Regions from separate parts of the Zea mays genome. Here region 1 is linked to region 2. Evidence: chromatin contacts called from public Hi-C data. All regions are on one chromosome and are shown on one strand. The core of a region is the stretch at or near the end of the contact, and the rest is flanking DNA. Distances in the headings are between cores, read along the strand shown.

Evidence for each region. A called contact is a pair of places that touch in the nucleus more often than the background predicts.
Region 1: a contact with region 2 is called in a Hi-C map of leaf mesophyll, with 3 times the contacts expected there. The contact joins the promoter of LOC100501252 here to the enhancer-like site in region 2. A contact is called at or near these places in 5 of 25 Hi-C or Micro-C datasets (endosperm, leaf, leaf mesophyll and 1 more) and 1 of 3 datasets of contacts at active chromatin or transcription factors (seedling).

What each region holds. Positions count from the first base shown.
Region 1 is chr3:30,079,694-30,084,684 of Zm-B73-REFERENCE-NAM-5.0, forward strand. LOC100501252 (Protein EXECUTER 2 chloroplastic) reads left to right here and starts at 2,989. Exons shown (of 11, transcript NM_001196022.1): 1 at 2,989-3,348; 2 at 3,425-3,541; 3 at 3,645-3,710; 4 at 3,976-4,082; 5 at 4,184-4,265; 6 at 4,381-4,991. The coding sequence starts at 3,109.
Region 2 is chr3:29,940,870-29,946,101 of Zm-B73-REFERENCE-NAM-5.0, forward strand. LOC100304403 reads right to left here. Exons shown (of 21, transcript NM_001165839.1): 8 at 1,295-1,408; 9 at 938-979; 10 at 670-783; 11 at 384-571. Among protein-coding and RNA genes, the nearest start is that of LOC100304403, 18 kb to the right of the region's middle. Within about 2 kb of position 2,877, at least 1 of the 20 cell types and tissues checked has an H3K27ac peak or open chromatin away from gene starts, as enhancers often do. A contact at or near this core is called in leaf mesophyll, where this site is marked.

The sequences.
Region 1 (4,991 bases), core at 1,739-4,238, 140 kb after region 2:
AAGCACGATTAAAAAGCCAAGCAACAAGAGCAACAAATGAAACACAAATCACACTCTCTCAAGTCACTAATCACTTGTCTTAATTGTGGCACTAGAGAGGATTGGAAGCTTTGAATGTGTCTTGGAATGAATTCCTTACTCTTGTATTGAATGTGGATGTATTGAATGCTTGGGTCTGTTGAATGGAGGTGGTTGGGGGTGTATTTATAGTCCCCACCACAATTATAGTCGTTGGACAGAAAGCAGCAGTTTTCTATCGACGGGCGCATCGGACAGTCCGGTGCACATCGAACAGGGCACTGTTCACTGTCCGGTGCCTGCCACGCCAGCCGACTGTTGGGGTCTGTATCAGTCGACCATTGGATCCGACCGGTGCCCTGGCCACGCTGAGTTCCTCAGACCATTTCTGACCTTCTGACCACGATGGCAGTCGACCGTTGCCCCCTATGGTGAAGTCGACCGTTGGCTATGATCTCACCGGACAGTCCGGTGCACACCGGACAGTCCGATGAATTTTAGCCGCGGAGCGCTGAGTTTTTCCCGAGAGCGGCTTGTTCGTCGGGCGCGCCAGCCTGGGCACCGGACACTGTCCGGTGCACCGCAGGCTGGTGCAAGTCTGATTCGCCCCATATTTATAGAAATGGTCCAAGGGTCCATTTTCCTTACAGATATATGTGGACTTTATGCACTTGAGAAAAAAATCAACTAGGCAAACTAGTTAGTCCATAAGTTTTGTGATGGTCGTCAAACACCAAAATCGATTATAGGAGATGGTTGAGGTCATTTCCCTTTCAGTCCTTGCAGTGTTCCAGAGGACATGTGGTGTGCCCAGACCCCTTCTAGACTAGAGCCTTCAGTGCTTTAGTGCCTGAGGGCCCTTTGCCCTGTTCAATATTTACAGGAGTGGACCTAGGTCCCCGCTAGAGGGGTCTAGAGCCCTTTGCAGTCGTTTATGTATATGTGGCACTCTCGGATCTCAGGAATTAGGTAAGGGCCACATGTTACTCACGGAGCCCTTCTGGCTAGTGAATGTTGTTTGTGAAAGGGTGCTTCTTTGATGGCCCAAGTGACGTTGGGTCCCTTTGGGGGTACCGCATGGTGGGAGCCTCAGCTAATTATACCTCTATTTTTTCAGAGGTGTTTTGTCACCTTAAACCACCTTATAAGTGGGGGTTATAGCCAGTCTTCCAACGTAGGCATTTGTTTGTAGCGTCTTGGGTACCATATCTAGGGACTCTGAAAACGTCTTATAATTTAAAATGAAATAAGTAGAATTTTATATGTAGCAACTTTTGGAAAATTGTGTGAGATTTTATTAGTTGTATTCTTACATTATTTATTTTCTTTAGTATTGACCATCTTTGGTAGACATGTTATTTGCTACAAAATTTCAACAATTTTCTCCCATATATTTTTTTTTACCAATTACAATACAGGCACAAACGTTGACATACATAACTTGAGCTCCTATAAATAGACATTTCCTTTGAAAGTTTTATAATTTAAGAAAGTATGTTTTCTACTCCTATAAATAAGCATTTCCTTTCAAAGTTTTATAATTCAAAACTGAAAAGTATGTTTCCTACTCTGATCAAATTATAGTTCCTTAGAAAGGTTTTTCATATTATTAAATCAGTTGGCGCTTGCTAAATGGTACATCGAGTTATCGACTATGATTTCAAACTATACTAAATAAAATGGACAGTAAGGTTTCATTCCACTTCAATAAAATACTAGTAGTTGCCTAGGCATCGGTATGATTTTATATTTCGTACTAGCTAGTTGACCGTGCTTTGCTACAGTTTTTATATATCATATAAACATGTATTGATATATTTATATTTACTCAAATATAATCATGCACTATTTTTTTATATAATTATTGTTTATTTCTAAACATTAAAGTACATGTGGTATGGTGTTAGTTGAGCAGGCGAGATCAGGTGCTGGGCAGACGCAGTAGTTGGCCGTGCGGGTGCTGGGTCCACATGACAGTAGCTGAGAGAGCGCTGCGTGGGCATAGGGCACGGCCCTCGAGGCGGGGCGGGTCTAAAGTGTCAGCACGGATGGTGAAGCCGTATTAGCACCAGGTGCCTACATTAGTTTCTTAATAGATTAAAAAGTATAGATATGAAGACATTGCTTAAATGAGATAGTTATTCAAACATGATTCAAACTTATAGATTAGTTGAGTGCAAATGACGAGATATGTGGTGTGAGGTCAAACAAGATAGATTTTTCTTTCTCGTTTTTTTTTCACGCTCGTGAGATTAGGGACAATGAGGGAGGAGGTATTGGACTATAGCTTACCAAATAGGATGTGCTTAGTGGGTTGACCTAAGATACGACCTATTTAATAGTGTCCCGCCCGGCCCGATTCAATTTAAAGTAAATATGTGCCGTGCCTGAGTCGCCTTCTCGATATGTAGTGTTCGATATGTAGTGTTGGTTCGATCTGGCAATGATTTTTATTTTAGAATTATTAGTATATATATTTATAGTATATATTCTTTATATAGTACAAATGAACAAATGGCGTAGTGATTAGGGGACAGTAGTTTGTTTCTTGCGATCTCATTCAACGAGAGAAACTCTAGCTCCTACGTTATAGTAGTAGTGACACTGGAGTTTGACCCTTTTTTTTATATAAGCTTGACCTTTTTTTTATATAAGCTTGACTTTTTTTCTTGGAAACGTGAAACCTACGACATGCTGTCCTGAGTTGATCAATACAATGGCGGATAAAGTGAAATGGCGGATAAAGTGAAGAAGAAAAAACTGCATCATTGTTGTTTCATGCCGTAGCTGCCAAGGAGGAATGATTCGTTATTATTTTTCCTTTCTATAAAGTTGAAGGGAAACAATTATACTACTTCTGAATATGATTTTTTTTCGATCTTTGAGATTAGCCGAAAGGAATGCTGAAGTGTACTGCAAGTCTGCACATAACAACAACACACCAACAACGCATGGTCCCACCCCGTCCCTCGCTCGGCACTTTCCAATCAGGCCGCCGTCCTCCTTATCTGAATCGCGTGCCTTCCAGGCTTCCAGCCCTCTGCCCGCTGTGCCCCACGCCCGGCCCCCCGATCCGACCCACCCAGCGCCATGTCCCCCGCGTGCGCCACGCCGGCGGCGGCGCGCCCGCTCAACACGGTTCCGACACGCCGCTCGCCGCCCTCTGCCGCGCGCCCGCCATCGGCCATCCCCGCCCGCCGCTCCGCCGGCTGCTGCTTCTGCGCCTCCTCCTCATCCTCGGCATCGTCGCCCTCCACCTGGGACTGGACCCGATGGAGCCGCCACTTCGACGAGGTCGACCAGGCCGAGAGCTACGCATCCCTCCTCCAGGTAATCGCCATTTCATCATCCTGTAACTTCTAATCGAAGCAATCTGATGATCGCTCTTTCCTCTCCGACCGCGCAGTTCCAGCTGGAGGAGGCGGTGGAGAACGAGGATTTCGCGGAGGCCGCCAAGCTCAAGAGGGATATCATAGCGGCCACAGGAAACGACGCCGTAGCCCACGTCATGGCCGAACTCAAGGTCCGGAACTGCTTTGTGCTGCCTCACATTCTGTTCCGTTTACCGATTTTCTAACTACAGCATTGTTTCATCTGGTTGCTCTTGTCCTTGTAAATTAGCGCAGAGTGCTATAGAGGAGCAGCGGTACCAGGACGCCTCGAGGTTGACAAGGCTTGCTGGGACCAGCTTGGTAATTACCAATACATCACTGATTACTTTTTTTTCCTGTACCTTTTGATTCTGTCATATGCATTCAGGGACAGAATTATTTGTCTTTTAAAGTCACACATTGCACATCCCATCCTAACTAACCAAACTATTCATGTGGCGAATCGCTAATCTTGTGCCAACATGGTAATGAACCTAATAAAAAAGACGACCCATGATAGATGATAGTGCCAAAACCATCCATTTTCATAAGGAAAAGCTCTGGCTTCCAACCATTTCCATTTCAGGTAGGTTGGTGGGTGGGATATGCTAAGGGCATTGATGATTCCATTGGGAGAATTGTACGAATAAGCCCTGGTGTTGGCAGATATGTGGCCAAAAGCTACAGCCCGAGGTGCGTCTCACTAAGTTTGTAACTTAATCTTAAAAGTCCACATCAGACAAGTGTCTATATATTGCACAGTTCCATCTTACCAAACACTTGTTTTTATGCAGGCAATTGGTCACTGCATCTTCAGGGACCCCATTGTTTGAAATTTTCCTTGTCAGAGAAGATGACAAGACATATACAATGAAGGTGCACTGATCAAAGTGATTTCATCTTTATCATAATATTTAAACAGTTAAGAAAAGTAGAAGGAAACCTCTGTTGTGCACAGATTTGATATTTGTACTTATGAAAAATTAGACAGGTAGTACACTTGCGACCAACAAAAGGAACTTTAGGTGCATCATCCATATCATCAGCAATAACAGAAAGCCCAGCAACGGTAGAGACACCAGAAAGTAGTGCTATATCTGATAGTATTACAGAGGAGGCAAATATAGATACTCCAGTAAAAGGAAATGGGGATGCTGAAGAGAAAGAGCAAGATGTTGGTAGCAGCAAGGATACTAGTGTTGATGGATTTAAAAGTCTTTTGAATTTTTTTAAGTCTCGAATTCCTGAATTCAAAGTTCAGGTGATAAATGTTGATGTGTCTGAGGAAACTGAATTGGCTGCAAATTCGTCCGAAGAATCAGTGCAAGACGATGTGAAGAGTACTCCAGAAGGCTCATTGGAAGAGCCAACCACTGAGGAACTTGAGCAGGAGGAGGATGTTCCAGAAGAAGATATGGATGAAGAAAGTAAAAGTACGAAAGTGAAGCTTTTTATCAGTGGTGTGGTTCACAATAAAGAAGATGCTGGAACAAAATCATACGTTCGTGTTCCAGCTGAAATAAATAACATGGAAAAAGACTCCTTTGACCTGTACATTCCTGGAAATGGTTCTGGTCATGATCTGCCTGAAACGAAGGCTGC
Region 2 (5,232 bases), core at 1,627-4,126:
AAAATCATAAGAATTCATATTGTATTAGCATTCCAGTCAATAACAAAGCCTTTTAATCTCAAACAAATTGGGATAGGCTAGAGTTAAAACCCAACAGAACCCACAAGTCAAGGTTCGGGCACATGGATAGCCTTTTAGCATTCTAATCATGGCACAAAATTAACTACACAAAATGGATACCTAAATCTTTCATAATAACATTTAATGTTTTAAAAATAGTGAAACAACAATATGAAGGGGAAAGGGAAATTTGCTAAAAGAAACGATGTCAGATACTCAAAAAGTGTTCATAGCTGTAGGTCTGTAGCATGCTCAAGAAACTACAGCACTGGTCTAAAAAGTTAGTAAAGTACATTATTTTAGACTCCTACAAGAGATGCTACCTGCTTGAAAGAGAGGTCCCTCCCTTGTCATCATGTCCAGCATTTCTTATAGGAACCTCATTTGAAATATCTTGATGGTTTTTGTTACCAAATGCACCCCAATCACCTCTAGCTTGAACAGGGGAAGACATTGGGGATTGTACGTGAGGATACACCATCTGGGAGACAATATCAAGGCTGCTTTTGCTCTGAAAAAAGCAAAGAAGTTGTAGGAAGCACATGATCATGTGTTAAAACTTGACAAAGTAATGGAAGAATGTGTATATACTAAAGAGTCATATCGTACTGTAGTCACCAATGCTTTTCCAGCAGGAGGATTAGTAGACACAGGATTGCTGGTATTATTCGACAATTCAGTATGCCATGGAGTAATCTGGTATCGAGACTCCCTTAATCTGTCCTGCACCATCCAAGTTTGCATACAAGGCAAATTCAAAGTTCTGTAAGAAAATATCGGTAATATGTGCAGAAAACATGACAGGCTCATTACTGCTACAGTATGCCATTTTGCGTAGCAAAAAAATGCATATTGTTGGTAGTTTAGTATGGCTCACCTCAGTAACAATAAGTCGTTCCTGCAAATGTTTAAACAAAACCTACAGGGAAAAAAAACTCGACCGACGTTAGAAAATGGCTAGCTCAGATACTGGTTTCAATTGAATTATATTAGATACAATGTAGAAATAATTTGGTCACAGGTAATAAAAAAAGTTAATTGATCTCAGATTGGTTTGTATATGATAAACGCATGGCATGTATGTTTGTTGAATACTTCGTGCCAAGAAGAGAAAATGTATAGCGCTTAAATTCATTTCATCTGTTAACCTTATTCTCCCTTGAAATCCAACAATTCCAATGCATGCTTAATGACAGTACTCTTGCTACAGCAGACACAAAAAAACAGAACATACCTTTAAATTACTAACAATTGACTGAGCATCAAGAACTGAAGGCTGGAGATCATCATATTCGGACAGAAGAGGAAGCAAAGAAGATAAGAAAATTGATCTTTCTTGTTGGGCTGCCTGGATAGTACCATAAGTAACACTTAGGATCCTTACCATTTTTATTACAAAATCCAAACAATGAACACATCATGAGAAAAAAAACTGATATTATTACTGTCAAGGAAAGACAATCTTACATCAATATTATAACAACCAACCCAAGCATGTGTATGGAAAGCACCTCTTTATCTTTCACTTCATCCTACTTTCATGTAGAAGTGTTCACTAGGGGGTGCTATGTTTGGACTGTGAGGGCTTGACCCCTAATATTTCTTAACTTTTCATACCAAACTAAACCTATCACAGAAAGACCTAGGACCACATACCGAGATTGTTTGCCACTATCCCTAAGCGACGGGTCACCAAGCGAACAGTTCTCGGCGCCCTCTCCAATCATAGTTGGGTTTCAGATATTCAGGGAGCTCTTACTGTAGGTGAATTTGTTGATTTTTTTTTTACCCTTTGGGATATTGTTAGCACTATTCAGCTTCGGCCGGGCACTGCTGATTCTCATTTTTTTCAGATTGTCATCTAATGGCAAATATTCCACGAAGGCAGCTTATGAGGGGGTTCTTCCTTGGTTCGACAGCCTTTGAACCCTTTGAGAGAATTTGGAAAACTTGGGCTCCCCCTAAGTGTAGATTTTTTTTTCCTTTGGTTGATTGCCCATGGAAGAGTTTGGACAGCTTATAGGCTACAAAAGAGAGCTTGGATCAGAAGGCCCTGAGGCTGCTGTTGTCTGTGTCGCCCCGTCGACCGTTGACGCTCGAACGTCAACCCCTGAAGAACGAGGATGTGCAACACGCCAACACCTCGACTTCAGCTACCTTACCATTTAGGCGCTATCATCTAAAGCAGTCCATTCTCTTACATGGTATCGGCTAGATCTTTCTTCCCTCAACCCCACAGCCGCCGCACACATCCAGCTGCCACTTACTTATGCGCCGCCGTCCCCAGGAGGCTCATCCTTCCCTCCCGGGGGCGGCACCTCCCATCCTAGGCCAGCGAGCCTCCCCTTCCTTCCCCGGCGGCGTGTCCACCACCCCCAGGTCTGGCGCCCGCGTCGTCCACCTCAAGTCCAGCCCAGACGTCGCCGTCCTCCCCTTTGTCGTCCGTCCCCAGCCTGGCGCGGCGGCCACTCCTCCGGCCAGCACCGCCGCTGCAGCCCCACCTCCTCTTCTTTGTCGCCGCGTCGTCGTCCATGGCCCTCGTGGCCTCTCTCTTCCGCGCCCTAGATCTAGCGCCCCCGCCACCGGGTCGTGCCTGTTGCGCTTGCTCTGACCGGCGGTGCCCTAGCCGTCGTGCTCTCCTCGGCGCGGCGCTGGCCATCGTGCTCCTTCTTCCCTGCCCGCACCGACGCCCCAGCAGCATCTCCCTCTTCTTCGCGCCTCTCCTGTCGCTGGCGTCAAACCCCCCTGCTAGGCCCGGCGCAGGCCCCTGCCTGGCTGGACCCGCCCAGTCACCCTCTCCCTTCTTCATCGCCGCCATCATTGGATCCATCATTGTCGTGGCCTTCCCAGCCGGATCCACCGTTGTTGTGGCCTTTTCCGGGTGGATCTGACGTCCCCTTGGCCGAATCGCCGTCTTCATGGCTGGACCCGTCGCTGTCGTAGCCTTCCCGTCCGGATCCGCCGATACCCCTCCTATTCTACCCCGGGCGCAGCCACCCTAACCGGCGCAGACCCATGCGCTGCCGCCGACCTCCCTGGCAAGGCTCCTCGACGACCAGGCGTGAAAAGAAGCAAGAAGGCCCTGAGGCTGCTGCTGCCTATGTCGCCCCGCCGACCGTTAACGCTCGAACTTCGACCCCCCCTCGAAGAACGAGGATGTGCAACACCTCGACTTCAGCTACCTCGACATTTAGGGGATATCATCTACATGGAGTGCACACCGGTCTCTACTCTAGCCGCAACATTCACACCCTCACGAGTCACGACGCTGCGACTGCGGCGGGATTTCACCTTGTCGGCTCCTACCTTCAGCTTCTACTCTAGTCTCATCGTGTGCGGTGCCCCCATTGCGACTGAGGAGGGTGTTAGACAGTGTGTGTTCTATATGTATGTGGGTCGGCACCACTGTTGGGCCACCGGTCCATTAGGGTTAGGGTTCCTAGGTCTATATATATATATATATATATATTATTGGAATAACAGAAACCCTAACCCTACACTAGGGTGGGCTTGTATATTAATAGACTGAGTTGGGCCTGGCCCATTACAAATACAGGGGTACAATTCTAACACCCCCCCCCCCCCCCGCAGTCGCAACTCTATCCTGTACAGATGTTGAGACTGGAGCGAAAGTCTAAAAATACACTCGACGGTAACCCCTTGGTGAAGATGTCGGCGAACTGCAGCGTGGTGGGGACGCTGAGAACCCGAACGTCACCGGCGGCGACACGCTCCCGGACGAAGTGTAGGTCGATCTCCACGTGCTTCGTGCGTTGATGCTGCACGGGATTGGTGGAGAGGTAGACCGCGCTGACGTTGTCGCAGTAGACGAGGGTGGCGCGCTGGAGGGGACTGTGGAGCTCATGGAGGAGCTGTCGCATCCAGGAGGCCTCTGCCACGCCGTTGGCCACAGCGCGGTATTCGGCCTCAGCACTGGAGCGAGAGACGACGGGCTGCCGCTTGGCGGCCCAGGAGACGAGGTTGGCGCCCAGGAACACGGCGTAACCGGAGGTGGATCGACGCGTGTCTGGACAGCCAGCCCAGTCGGCGTCGGTGTAGACCACGAGTTCCGACGTCGGGGATGGTCGGAGTAGGAGGCCATAGTCGAGGGAGCCGCGGAGGTAGCGCAGGATCCGCTTGAGAGCGGTGAGATGAGGCTCCCGCGGGGTGTGCATATGCAGGCACACCTGCTGAACGGCGTAGGCGATGTCAGGTCTGGAGAAGGTGAGGTACTGGAGCGCGCCGGTCAGGCTCCGGTAGGACGTCGCATCGGCGACCGGGGGCCCGTCGTCCTCTGAGAGCTTCGCCTGAGTGTCGACAGGCGTGGAGCAGGGCTTGCAGTCGGACATGCCAGCCCGCTCCAGTATGTCGATGGCGTACTGGCGCTGATGGAGGAAGAGACCCTGGGGCCGGCACTCGGCGGTGATGCCGAGGAAGTGGTGGAGGGGGCCCAGGTCCTTCATCGCGAACTCCCGCTGCAGGGCAACGATCGTGCGCTGTAGAAGGTCGGCGGTGGATGCCGTGAGCACAATGTCGTCGACGTAGAGCAGAAGGAAGACGGTGTCGTCGCCGCGACGGTAGATGAAGAGGGACGTGTCCGACTTGGCCTCGACGAAGCCGATGTAGGCCAAGTAGGAAGCGAAGCGATTGTACCAGGCCCGCGGCGCCTGCTTGAGGCCGTAGAGGGAGCGGTTCAGCCGGCAGACCAGGTCCGGACGAGCTTCGTCGACGAAGCCGGTGGGCTGGCTGCACTAGACAGTCTCCGTCAGAGTGTCGTGGAGGAAGGCATTCTTGACGTCGAGCTGATGGATCGCCCAGTCCCGGGAGAGGGCGAGGGAGAGGACGGTGCGAACAGTGGCGAACTTGACGACGGGGCTGAAGGTCTCGTCGTAGTCCACTCCGGGGCGTTGGGTGAAGCCTCGAAGGACCCAACGGGCCTTGTAGCGGTCGAGGGAGCCGTCCGAGGTAAGCTTGTGGCGAAATAGCCACTTGCCGGTGACCACGTTGGTGCCTGGTGGACACGGCACCAGGTCCCAGGTGTGGTTGGCCAGGAGGGCCGCGTACTCCTCCATAGCGCGTCGCCAGTGTGGGTCGGCGAGAGCGGTACGAACGGAGGAGGGGACCGGGGAGGCGTCCGGTGGAGTGGTAGTCGTATCAGCTGCCAAGATCAGC